Linked DNA regions of Mus musculus: region 1 is linked to region 2. Evidence: chromatin contacts called from public HiChIP or PLAC-seq data. All regions are on one chromosome and are shown on one strand. The core of a region is the stretch at or near the end of the contact, and the rest is flanking DNA. Distances in the headings are between cores, read along the strand shown. Region 1 overlaps Tgfa (transforming growth factor alpha). Region 2 holds the start of Add2 (adducin 2 (beta)).

What was found. HiChIP or PLAC-seq counts read pairs in DNA pulled down with a chosen protein or histone mark.
Region 1: a contact with region 2 is called in an H3K4me3 HiChIP or PLAC-seq map of embryonic forebrain, with 2.4 times the contacts expected there. The contact joins the enhancer-like site here to the promoter of Add2 in region 2. A contact is called at or near these places in 5 of 39 promoter capture datasets (the 3T3-L1 cell line, the C10 cell line, embryonic stem cells and 1 more) and 2 of 115 datasets of contacts at active chromatin or transcription factors (embryonic forebrain and pancreatic cancer cells).

What each region holds. Positions count from the first base shown.
Region 1 is chr6:86,246,158-86,252,620 of GRCm38.p6, reverse strand. All of the region lies in intron 2 of Tgfa (transforming growth factor alpha), which reads right to left. Among named protein-coding and RNA genes, the nearest start is that of Tgfa, 54 kb to the right of the region's middle. Within about 2 kb of position 3,495, at least 31 of the 459 cell types and tissues checked have an H3K27ac peak or open chromatin away from gene starts, as enhancers often do. A contact at or near this core is called in embryonic forebrain, where this site is marked.
Region 2 is chr6:86,022,940-86,029,986 of GRCm38.p6, reverse strand. Add2 (adducin 2 (beta)) reads right to left here and starts at 1,306. Exons shown (of 16, transcript NM_001271857.1): 1 at 1,041-1,306.

The DNA of each region.
Region 1 (6,463 bases), core at 2,246-4,745, 220 kb before region 2:
CCCTGGTGCCCAGCACTGCCTGACTGACCTCAGGGGATGGGACCTGGCTTCACAGCCTAGGGCAGAACTGCCCCGGCAGGTGAGTGTCTGCTCCCACCAGCTGCTGAGGAGAGGTGGGTGTTGGAATGCGGCTCCTCGCAGTCCTGGCCTCACTCTGCCTGGCATTTCACACACCCCTTCCTTAACCTCATTCTCTGTCTGTTTCATTCCTCTTCCCACGCAGTGTTTACTAAAAATCCCTCCTCCACCACGGGAAGCACGAGACTTGGGCTCCCTGGGCCTCCTGGGAAAGTTCCCACAACCTGGCAGCCACCAAGCGCAGAACCACACTGTGTGGCCATTCCATCACATCCCACTGCAGGCCAGAAGGCCCCTGGCTTCCACCTTGGAGGGTGCAGACCTTGTCAGGGACAAGAAAGCCACCAGGCAATGTCAGAGGAATACTGACTCTCCCTCTGAGGCTTACAAACACCTCATAGGAAGAGAAAAGCAGGACCCATGCCCTGGTGGCTTTGCTATTTGTTTATAGCTGAGGACAGCAGCCAGGGCACAACAAAGAGCCTGCGAGGTGTCTGATGCTTCATGTCTAGCTATGCACTCTCTTGAACAGTGTGGGTCTTGTAGCTTAGACACTTGTCAGAAGTGCAGACTGTCAGGCTGTCCCCTCAACCCAGAACTACTTCTTAGTCACTCTAGAAACAGTGCCACATGTGCCACAGTCAGGGATGTGACATCCCCCAGCCCACTGCTTCTTAGCCTCAGCTACGGGCAGGTTGGAGACATCACCTTGGAAAAGTACGGGACTGTGTCCACCCCCATACCCAGGATAATGACCTAATTGTTCTGAGGTGTAGCCTGAACAATAGCTTGTTCCTTGGGGTGTCTACTGTCTAGAAGAGGTTGAGAGCCAATGGCTCAGGACATGTATAAATAGATTAAAGCAAACAAACAAACAATAACAAGAAAACCATAAAGGAGACGTTCCTCCCCAGACTATAAATGGAAGCCCAGAAAGAGGTGTGAACCATTGCGGCAAACCTCACTGAGAACCAACCAAACACATAACAAAGAGCCCATCTGATAGAACTTTACCATATGGTGTCAGTAAACTTATGAAGAGAAAATGAAAATCACTGAAATCTGTTCTTCAGCGTAGCTCAAAGATAACATTACCCCCACCCCCACCCCACCATCATTTCCTCGTGAATACATTTTGAAAAACAACAACTTTTTCACACAACGATTTTCTGGCGTTGGTGAACCGGACCGCTTCTATGTGTAAGTTTTCTAAGCTTGACTTTATTTTCATGTAGTGGCTTTTAGTCTGATAACATGCGGTGTGCTAGGGTTGCCTGGGCCGAGGCGACAGTCTAGTGTTCGCTCTCAGAACACAGACTTTCCTTTGACGCACAACCTCCTTTACTGTAGTTGGACATCAATCTCTCTAGCTTAGAAAGGAGGTTTTATTTCTGTGCCAAGGGACAGAACTTCCAAAAAACACCGATGCCTTTCAGCATCGTGCAGAGTAAATAATCAAGGTTCTGTGAGTCAGTCATCCTTTCTAACTCCAACTCATCAGTGAGCTGTGGACGGACACCCGGGCAGCCTGTCAGCCTCCATCGGCTGGCTCCCCAGGCCTAGGCTTTCTCTGCTTCTGGGGTTTTCCAACAAAGAGTGCATGGATGCAGATGAGTTAGCACGTTGCCTTTGAATTCAAGCCATTCATGAAGATCGGAGAAGCAAAAGCACTCCAATGGTATTGAAGTCTCAGCATTGCTTGCTCTACTCTGGAGGCTACCAACCTTAGACTCCCAAATGAAGCCCTGGAGCCTCCCAGGGCCCCCAGCAGAACCCAGTAAGTTCATGGGAAAGGGGAGGAGGAAAGTAGTGAAAACCCGGATGGCCAGTGCGTGTTCCCAACCCCAGCCACACTTCCCAGAGCGGCACAACCCAGAAGTCACCAACTGTACAGATCAAAAGCTCACTCTCTTTAAGGTAGCTCCAGCTCCAGCAGTGCCCACCAGGTCCCTTTGCGTTGTTTGTAGTATGTGTGTGTGTGTGTGCAAGTGTGGAAGTGTGGAAGGCAAAAGACAGCCCCACTGTTGTTCCTCAGGGGCCATTCACTTTTCTGTGGGGGTCTGGTACTTTCCAAGTAGGTCAGGCTGACTGGTCAGTGAGCCCCAGGGACCTTCCTGGCATTGCCTTCCTAGGACCTGGCTTACAAGTGTGGGCCACCATGTCTGAGTTGGGAAACTTAAGTATAAAAAAGGGTTCATAGTAGAAGAGAGGGCGCAGAAAGATTGTACAGCCTAAAGAACAGGAAGTTTGCTGTGAGTTTTTTGCCTCCTAGAAATGTCAGAGAGGCTACATCTGTGAGATCTCACCAAGATGTCGTTTTTTAAACATGACCCAAAGAGGACAAGCCCAACAGACATGCTCACACAGAAGGGGGAAGTCTCATGGGACCCTAACCTTAGGCAAAGAACTACAGGCAACTAAAGAATGCTGAGAGCGGGTGGGGCCCCCAAATGGGTTATTCACTGCAAAGAGGTCAGTTCTGAAATCATATCCATACAAGTAACATTATACGCAACAACAAGGTTGAACTTATACATGGTGTTGAGAAGGAGCACTTAAGACTCAAGGAAGAAGCCTGTGTCTTGGGGGCCTTATATGTGTCCCCGCCACAAGTTTGGCTCAATGCTGCAAAACAGAAGTGCATAGAAGCTAGCCTTAGTCTGGGGGAGGTTGGTACCCACACTCCTGTTGATGGAGTTTCAAGGCAGAGAAAAACAAAGGGATTGAGAGGAGGAGGGAGTGGAACAAGACTAGAGACCCAACACAGGGATCTGGGAAAGAGGGAAAGAGAGTGAGCTGGTATCACGTTGATTCTAGCCACTCTACCATCCTACAGGATGCCTTAACAAGTACTTGAACGTGACATTTCCTTCTGCACACCTGGCCCAGGTGGGGCCAAGGAGAGAGGATGGATGGAATGAATGGGCTCTGTGTTGGAGTATGGTCAGTTAAGGATGGCTCTGGCATCTTTGCAGCTGAACGGCATGCCCTCTGAGGTCAGGCGTGGATGGGATGCAGTGTCTGGCTGCCTGTGTCAGGCTGCCCTACTTCTTACCATCACCAGACAAGCAGGTATTATCTTCCCATTTCACAGACCAGGAAATGGAGAGGTCGGGCCACTTGTCTAAGGTCACTTTGCTGGTTGGCATGGGAGCTGGTCAGAGCCCAGGGTCCTAGTGAACGCAAGGCCTGGCTTTCCCCGCCTCTTCTCGTGGCTGCTGCCAGGCTTCATTTCTCTTGCTGTTCCTTTAGAGTATGAACCACGTTCGTAGAAAGTGGGGGGTTTTCACATCCCGAGCTAATTTCACACCCTTTCCGCACGCTGGGCTAACAAGCTATCTGTGTACCCCCCTTACTTGCTTCTCAATCACCGTTTGTGCTACGAGTGTGCTCAAAAGACAAAGGTGTCTTTCACGTTATTCCCTCATTAAAACACTCGGCTTTTGTGTGAACGCTGAAAACCGTCAGTCATTTGTTCACAGCGGCTCTAAGACTGATTCAGTCCGTTGTTAAGCAGAGTCCTGATCTTGCAGACACAAACTTGAGAACAGTGTATATATATTTATATTTAACAGATTCAAACTCTAATTGTAATGGATACTAATTATTATGACAATTGTGCCTATGCATCCAGGAAAGGCATAGTATAAAAAATAAATATTTTTTATTTTTTTAAATTGAAATATAATTATAACATATTAGAAAGCTCCAATGTGTCCATATCATTACCTGGCAATGAGTGAGAGCTCTTCTTTGTTCCCCTGTGTTTCCTGTGGGCCAGGAAGGACAAGGAACAAGCAGGACTCACTCCCTCTTCTAGGCAAATGGCTTTGAGAGACCTGGCATGTCTACCGTTTGGGCCTATGATGATGCTAGAGTTTTGAACTTCCCTTTCAAAATGTTTTATTTCATCATTTAAAATTCTGTGTCTGTGTCTCTCTGTGGGTATGTGAGTTCAAGAGCTGGTGCTGGAGCAGCCAGAGGTGTTGGATGCCCTGGAACTGAAGTCACAGGCAGTTGTAAGCCACCCCACATGGGGGCTGGGAATGGAGTTCAGGTCCTTTGTAAGAGCAGTATTCTCAGTTAAACACTGAGTTATCTCTCCATCCCCGAATCTCAAACTTTTTTTTATATGAATTTGTCTCCTCCCCTCCTCTTCCTCCTCTTCTTCCTCCTCCTCTTCTTCCTCCTCCTCTTTAAAGATTTATTTATTATTATACATAAGTACACTATAGCTGATTTCAGATGCACCAGAAGAGGGTGTTAGATCTCACTATGGGTGGTTGTGAGCCACCATGTGGTTGCTGGGATTTGAACTCAGGACCTTCGGAAGAGCAGTCAGTGTGCTCTTACCTGCTGAGCCATCTCACCAGCCCAAGAAGGCTCTTCTAGGAAACATTTCTAGAAAGATCTAGGACCACCATGTGTGACCTGAAGGGTCTACACCCAGGATCAGGTACACCATGGCCTCCATTTGTTAGGGCTCTGGTGGCTCTTACCTGCTATGTCCACCCTCTTTGCCTGCACAGCACTCACGGAAGGAGGATCCGTGAAATATGTCAGCCAGCTGAGCACACACCCCAAAAAGGAAAATGCCTTCAAGATAAATCAGCTAAGATTTCCTCCTCAGCCTCACCCACGCTTATTAGTGACATAACAGCCAGGCACAGACTGGGGTAAACATCACTCCAGAGCAAGTGGGGAGCCTGAAGGGTGAAGAGAGAGACCTGAAAGGTGGTTCCGTCCATCTGCAATGGCTCTAGTCCCTTAAGTCTCTCACCAGGACCACCTAAGATGAACAGAAGGCTCAAGTTCAAATTCTGTCTTTGCTCTCTTCCACATGTCTCATTTATTATTGCCACGATGACGAAAATTGCAAATTCAATGACTTGAAAACCGCACAGTGTATTGTCTTACAATCCTGGAAGCCACACGAATGTCAAGCAGGTGTGAGCCACTGCCCAGCCAGCTCATTCCACAGCTTTCAGAAGTTGCCAGAGCTCTTCATCCTGAGATGCAATTCTGCTCCTGTCGCATCTTGCGCCGAGCCCTCTGCTCTCTTGCTTGCTTATTTTAAGGGTCCTTGAAAAACTACAATCAGACCATCTACCCGAAATAATCCTGCTTCCAAGGTCCTGCAAAGTCCCTTTGGCCACAGAGGTAGCATAGTGATAGTTTCTAGGGGCTGGAGGTAGGCATCTTTGGGGCTCAGTCTGTCACACCATGCAAGAGTCCCCTTCTGCCTGCAGTCTGTAATAAGATAGTCTCTACTGTGATGGCCCTTCATTTAAAGACATACTTACTTATTTTTATGTGTATGTGTGTTTTGCCTGCATGTATGTTTAGGCGCCATGTATGGGCTTGGTGCTGCCAAGCTTGGAGGTCAGAAGGGGACTTTGGAAACTAGAGTTATAGATGGGTGAGCTGCTGTGTAGATGATGGGCCCTGAACTCCAGTCCTCTGCAAGAACAGCTAGTGCTCTTTTTTTTAAAAAAAAATTATTTTTTTTTCCATTTTTTATTAGGTATTTAGCTCATTTAAAAAATTATTTTTATTAATTAGTTAATTAATTAATTTTTTACTAAGTCCCCTCTGCAACCTCAAGACAACCCTTCTAAAAGGCAAAGCAACAAAAGAGAGACTCAAGTTTTTGAGTGTGAATGATCAGAGTCCACACCCAAAAGAATTCAGAAATTCAAACACATGACTCTGTCTTTTGGAACCACATAAATCTAAGCTGTAATGGGGAAATCAGAGGTGAGAAATCTGACCCCAAACTCAAAGTAACTTGAAGGGTAAGAGTCTGAGACGCTTGCATCCAGTCAGAGATAAGTCTCCAAACTGCAGCCCCACACAGGCTTTGGTTCTATTCACACACACACACACACACACACACACACACACACACACACTGCTCTCAGCTTTCTCCAGGGGCTCCAGCACACAGGTTGCCTGTTCATTCTCGCATCCCACAGCTACGCCAATCCTTCATGCTGATGCCAGCAGCAGCTAATCCCCTCAGCACTTTTGAGTTTCCTTATAAAACTATTACCACAATTATTACTGTTTTTGGTGTGTGCAGGGTGCACATGTGCTACAGTGGCATGTGGAGGGCAGAGAATTCCTTATGGAAGAAAGTCTGTTCTCTCCTTCCACCATGTTGGTTGTTGGGGATTGAACTCAGGTAGGCAGCCTTGGCAGCAAGCATTTTTACCTGCTGAGCCATCTTGTCAGCCCCCAACCCCATCCCCTGGCTAGGTCTCAACATAAATCCACCCAATGCTTACTTCCTTAGGGTAAGTTCTTACAAGTGTGCCGGCGGGAGGGCGGGGCCTCCCTGCAAACCCTGTGCCGAGTGCTGACAACCTGTTTTCATACACTGCCA
Region 2 (7,047 bases), core at 57-2,556:
CCTTTGCTCTAGGAAGGATGTAGGACTAGCCCTTTCTTACCCATTAGTCCGAAATCTTAACACAGAAACCTGAGATTTGATTTCTATTATTTATAAGCTTATTTGAAGCACTTGGTTCTTCCTTACGAACTGCCAGAGGAGGAGTGGGCATGAAGAGGTGGCAATGTGTGTCATAAAGACAATTTTTTTTTTTTAAAGAATTTGACAGAGTGTGGGTGAGGCTTGTTTTCTGTATGTTTATCTATTCACTTCTGGCAGAGGATGGAGATGGAGGGTAGAAAGGAAAGGTGTCTGAAGAGCCAGACAATAGGCCGGTTGCAGGCCTGACTGGCATCCTAAAGCAGCCTGCCCTGCCCTGCCCTGCCCTGCCCTGCTATCCTCTCCCTTCCCCCAACACCTGGCAGGCTGTGGTTGTGATTTCAAAACAAGTAACTGCTGGACCCCTGCCTTCTGGACCCGGGACCCAGAATGGCCTTCTCTGCTCCTCCCTGGGGTGCAGAAGGGGAGGGGAGGAGACACAAGAGAAAGAAAAGGTGGGCGCTAAAGATGAACTCGCTGGTAGTACCTCCTCAGGGACAGCGGCCTCCCCTACTCCACCCCCAAAGCTTTGGGATAACATAAAAACGCAAGCCCTGGGTGCCCAGGTATCAATCTCCCATCCTGCGCCATCTGCCCTGCCAGCCCCACTGCATTCAGCCAGGCAGGCGCATCCTATGAATCTGGACCCCAGAGCGCCTAGCTGGGCAGGCGCACATCCCGCGTGGATCCCGCAGGGCGGCGGCCCGGCCGTCTCTCCGAGAAGGCTACACCTTCTCGGTGTAGCAGGCATCACAGACCCTGAATGCCCATGTCCGCGCGCAGGCCCATCTCCAGAGCTCAATGTGACAGATCCGCAGAGCCGCAGGTGTACCCAGGCGTCCGCTCCTGCGCGGGCGCAGCCACTCCCAGGCTGAAGCTGAGCTCGCTGTCATTCTGTGGCTCCAGCACCCCGGGGATCCGCCTGCCGTGGCGCCCACCCTGTTCCTTCTTTGGTGCCCTACCTCGTACTCTGCGGTCTCGCATCCATCCCCAAATTCACCCAGCAAGGCTGGGCAGCGCTCCTCGACTCTGGGATCCGCTTCCTGGACTCACAGCTCTTCCGCTGCGTGGCGCTTCCCGCGCATCCCACAGCTCGGGACAAAGGCCCTAGATCCGCGTCCCCGAGGCGGGCGCTGCAGTCAGAGTCAAGTCCAGAGCCCGCGGGAGGCTGGAAGAAGTGTGAGCTCCCAGCAGTGCGTGATGACAAAGGGCCGGGCGAGTGCGCAGCGCCCCCTCCAGAGCCCGGCTTGCTGCAGCGTCCCCGCCCGCGCCCTGCAGCAGCCTGGGCCAAAGGCAGGACCTGTCCCTCAGGAGAAACCCCAGTAAGACACACTCTGCTCTGAGTTTACACTCGGGGTGTATTTTATTTTGATTTAGGGTCTCAGGACATCTTGCCTTTGAGAGGTAACTTTCAGTGCTGCTAGCTAGTGACAACTGGATGACTAAACTCCAAACCAGATAGATTGATCCTGATTCTAATTCTGACCCCATCTTTAACTAGGCTGGGGGCGCACTGCTGTAACCTAGACAGCCTCTGCTTCCTCTGGCCCCTTGTACTTCTCTACCCTATCCCCTACTCCCCTGGAGAGACCCCAGTGGCTGAGTAGGGAATCAGGATTCATCTTCAGATCTGTCACTCCCCAGCCTTGTGACCTTGAGGATAACTCTGCGAGCCTGTTCTCTCCTGGAAAATGACCTGATCTAATGTATTTGTCACCTGGGCCTTTTCTAATGGTTGGGACAGGATTCTTCAAAGCCCTTGGAAAGCAGGATGTTGCAGGCAGTCAGGGCCTTACACCTCCATCCTGTTTCCTCCAACTCCATGTTAGTCACTCCCAAAGCTCTGAGAAATACGCCTGTCAAAACGTTCAGCCTCCAGAAAAACCTCTAGCCACTGAAGAAGAGCCCTGCTCTCCTGACATTCCCAACAGCAACCCTTTGGATTCCAACACAGTCAGACAGTACCCAAATCTCTGAAAGTGGTCCAGGAATGGACATGTGTGTACACATTGGTGGGGGCATGTGTGCATGTGCACATGAGTACATGCATGTACAGAAGCGAGAAGTTGATCTCAGGTGTTCCTATCGCATTCCACCTTATTTTACAGCATCTTTCATTGATTATGGAAATTGCCATCTTGGCTAGGCTGACTGGTCAACCAGTAGAACAGACATAGAAACGTGTGCTGCTATGCTTGGTTTTCACATCCCGCTGGGGATCAGGTCTCAGGTTCTCATGCTTGCCTGGCAAGCATCTCACCTACCCACTGTCCTAGTGAGTTTTGACCCGATCTAAAGCAATGATTCTAAGCATCCTAATGCTACATGACCCCCAACCATGAAATCATTTTGTAACTATAATGTTGCTATTGTTATGAGTCATATGTAAATATCTGATATGCAACCCCCATGAGGGCTACAACCCACAGGTTGAGAACCACTAGTCTAGAGTCATCTAGAGTTGAAGAATTGCTCAGATCAGACTGGCCTGTGGGCATGTCTGTGGGGTGATTGTCTTGATTGTTAATTGGTATGGGAAGGCCCAGCCCACTGTAGCCAGCACAATTCCCTAAACAGGTGACCCTGACCTGCAGAAGAAAGCCAGCTATTAAGTATGAGCCTGACTGACCCATTCAGCAACCTTTCTCCATGGTTTCTCCTTCAAGTTCCTGCTTGAGTTCCTCCCTTTACTTCTCTCATAGACTGTGACCTGGAAGTGTAGGTTAAACAAACCCTTTCCTCCTTCCTGGGTTGCTTTTGGTCACGGTGCTTATCATAGTACTACAGTGAAACAGAACGTTCACCAAGCTATGTCCTTCAAATAGCTTAAACAAGTACTCTGGTAGTTCCTTTGTATACAGGCTTGTGAGAATGGCCATTCTAGGGCTCGTCCAGTGGTAGAGTGCTTGCTTGAGATACATAAGGTCCAAATACTCAGTAGTAGAGAGGTGGGGTGGGCAGAGACTATTAACATGAATAGTCTCTCAACAAAAGCCGCTACTGCTGCGCTGTGCAAAGATCCACCACCACAAGCCCAGAACAGCCCACAGGCATGCCGCTCAGATGCCAGGATGACTGATTCTTTGCAGTTCTCCCAAAACCCACACCATGATCCCCACACCTCCTCCACCTCCACAGCTTCTCACACGTTTCTGTGTCTTCCTCAGATGCAGTCATGGTCTCTCTTACTCTGTGCCGAAATCTGACAACAGAGCAAGTCACAGGGGTGAACTCTTGCCTCTCTGGTACCTATGTCTAAAGTTCCACAACCAAGTATGAAGCAGTGTTCCCTGTCAGAACTCCAGGGAAGCTGGGAGCCCCCTTTTAGAATTCCATGAAGTGGTAGGTAAGGCAGGCTCCTTTCCTACCAGGCTGCCTTCCTCAACAGAATCTCCACAGGGAATCAAGGACCATTTCCTAAAGCCTCTCAAGCCAACTCTATTACATTCAAGTGTCTCCCTTTAGGGCACTGGTCCCCCCCAAACTAACAGCAGACCCTCCTCGGACCCCAGCACTATCCAAAGGCTTCATGCAACATTTTCCTCACCCAGTCCTCAAAAGACCTCCAAGAGATGGGCAGAATTATCATCTCCTCTTCACTGGAGAAACTGAGACAGAGTAGATAGGTAATTTATCCAAGACCACACAGCTAGTACATGGCAGAGCCAGGGTTCTAAGCTAAGCACCCTGGCCCCTGAGCTTGTGATGGCCTCTACTTTCCAGAGGAACAAGAACGGGTGTTCTGAAGCAGAACTAGAAGCTAGCTGTTGTAGATCACGTCTGTGATCCAAGCACTCCAGGGGCAGAGGCATGTGGATTGCTGAAGGATTGAAACCACACATTTGAGACAAGCCTGAGCCGCATATCAAATGCAAGGCCACACCTCTTCCAAAGGCAGAAGTGGCAGAACAAAGTGGAGAGACTAGCTCTCCTTAACTCACTCAGAAAGTGATCCTCCTCCTAACCCACCACAGCATTTTCAAAGCAGAAAAAAAAAATATGTGGCCCTCTTCTCCTAAGGCTTTGGGACTTGTTCAAATATCTGATAGGAAGCAGGAAATACATCAATTTTGCACTGGCAGCCTGTGAGATCCCACTGATGTTGCAGGCATTTTTGTTCAATTTCCAAACTCATGTTGAAACCCAATCACACATAAATATTGGAGGTGGTGTCAGCTGTCACCATGAAAGCCCAACAATGCCTGGCCCTTCTTGAGCAGGGACAGAAGAGCTCTGGAAACCCCAATCAGAACTGGACACTGCAGCTAGGTAACCCCAGGGGGACAGATGCACTTTAAAAGTTGATTTTCTAATTTTCAGATTTGCAGTAAGATAATTTTTCAACTCTAAGTCTTTTGAGCATCTCTGTCAGCAAGTGGCTAGAGGGAAGGGAGACAGCAGGCAGCAGGTGCCCAGCACTTTGTTATGGAGCTTCTAAGATAGCCTCAAGGGTTCCTGTCCTCCTGGGATTCATCATGAGCTGTTGGCAATACTGATTTGCCTCTAACCTAACTTTTCAGCTAAGATGGTGGAATGTTGTCGGTCTCAGAGTTTCTATTGCTTCGAAGAAACACCATGACTAAAAAGCAAGTTGGCGAGAAAAGGGTTTATTTGGCTTACACTTCCATATTGTGGCTCATCATTGAAGAAAGTCAGGACAGGAACTCAAACTGGGCAGGAACCTGGAGGCAGGAACCATGAAGGGGTGCTGCTTACTGGCTTGCTTCAGATGGCTTGCCCAGTCTGTTTATAGAACCCAGGGCTACCAGCCCGGGGATGACACCACCCACCATGGGCTGAGCCCTTCCCCCACTGATCACTAATTGAGAAAATGCCTTACAGCTGGATCTCACAGGGGCATTTCCTCAGCTGAGTCTCCTTCCTCTCTGATAACTCTAGCTTATGTCAAGTTGACACACAAAACTAGCCAGCAGTACACTGTCTTAGGGTTTCTATTGCTGTATAAAACGCCTTGACCAAAAGCCACCTGAGAAGGAAAGGGTTTGTTTCATCTTACAGCTTGTAGTCTACCATCTAGGGAAGTCAGGGCAGGAACTCAAAATAGGAAGCTGGAGGCAAAGGCCACGGAAGAGCACTGCTTACCTGTTTGCTCCCCATGGCTTGCTCAGCCTGCTTTCTTATACCACTCCAGACCACCTGCGCAGATGTGGCATCAAGCCCAGTGAGCTGGGTCCTCCTACATTACTTATTAATCAAAAAGGGTGGGGGGCACAGACCAATCTGGTAGGGGCTTTTCTCAACTGAGGGTACCTTTTCCCAAATGACCCCAACTTGTGTCACATTGAATACCAACCACTACAGACACCATCTACGGCATTAGTCATAAGAGTCTTCTCTTGTGGCAGACTCTCTTGGTTGCCTTCCCAGCATGTGCACTTTTGTTAAGTAGACATATTGCGAAGGCCTGCCTGGCATCAGGCATGGAGGTAACATCAGACCATCACCAGTTATTAGCAGAAACCCTTGCTCCGAAAGTCCTAGAGGAAATTAATTCTGCCAACAACCATGTGTGTGTAAAGTCAGATCCTTTCTCGTGGAGCCTTCGCATGAGAGTTGTCCCTGGCTAATGCCATGAGACCTAGAAGCAGAGGACCAGGTGACACCACATCCACACTCATCAGTGACCCACAGAAACTGTGAAACTGTTGCTCTAAGGTTGCTCTAAAGCTTATCACTCATATGAGAACAGATAACCACTGCAGAGTCCACATCCACTGTTCCCTGACTTGGTGTCCAGCAGCCATCTTCGGGGCATTCAGCTTCTCACCCTGAACATCAGAGAGGCTCCAAGAGGCACCTTCTACACTGTATCCCAGTCACTTGTCTCACAGCAGTCACCTGCTTGACACGAATCTCTCAGGGCTTGCTCCTGTTCTACTGTGGGTGCTTCCTGAATTTGTCCCAGTTTACCTCAGACACAACCATCCACTGTTATAGCAATTTGCCACTGCACACCAAAATTGAAAGTGGGAATTTTCCTGAGATACCATCTCCATAGTTTCGTGGGCCAAGTCTGAATATGACTTGTAGCCATGTATGCTGTTAAGATTCTCAACCACTATCACAAATGGCAAACAGCAGCAAGACAGCTGCCACACTGCCATCAGTGTGATGCCAACTTCCACACACCAGAAACCCTGCAAATAAATCTCTCTCGAACCTTGAAATCAACCCAATTCTTACTAAGACCAGGTGCATGGCTTTTCATGGCTCCTGCCCTGCTCTGTCCGCACACGAGTGGCTTTAGTGTATGGAAATCTGCTCTAGTCCCAGAAGCTAGAAATGCTGTCCACCGCTACCCTTACCCCCACCTCAGCAGATGCTCACATGCTCATTCTGGATCCTGCTTTCCAGGAATGTTGCTGAGCTTGCACGGCCCTTTCTAACCCAGGCTCTAAATCCCCTCAAATGCCATCACTGTCAGCCTCAGGGATTCCACTCTCCAGATTCTCTCTAAAGGCAAGGAGAGGAGTGCTACCTACACAAAGCAAAAGTTCACAGAAGTGACATGCTCGTGGTTAGCTTAAAAGATCTAACAGTGCTAGGCGTGGTGGCAAGGCCACAACCTACATTCTGAGCCCCCTGAAAGAATACTTCCCAGTAGAGAACCTTGATAGCTGCCAGAAAGTGTTCAGTCAAGCTACCCAGGCAATATTCTAGAACTTAGTATAGTCACCTCTTTGAATAACATAGACGGAAACCTTCTAAGCATCCTGTTGTCAAATCAAGGCTAGCTTTAGGGGCTGAGAAGGTGATCCAGTAGGCAAGAGTGCTTGCTTGGCAAACATGAGGACCTGATTTAGCATGCCCAGCAGCCAGCATTCGGGGTGGAGACAGACAGGATGCAGGGAGCCCACAGTACAGCGCCTGCCTACCATGCCCCCAGTTTGACCTCTTGCACTGCATAAGTTGGATGCGCTGGTACATCTGCAATGCCCATGCCTCGAA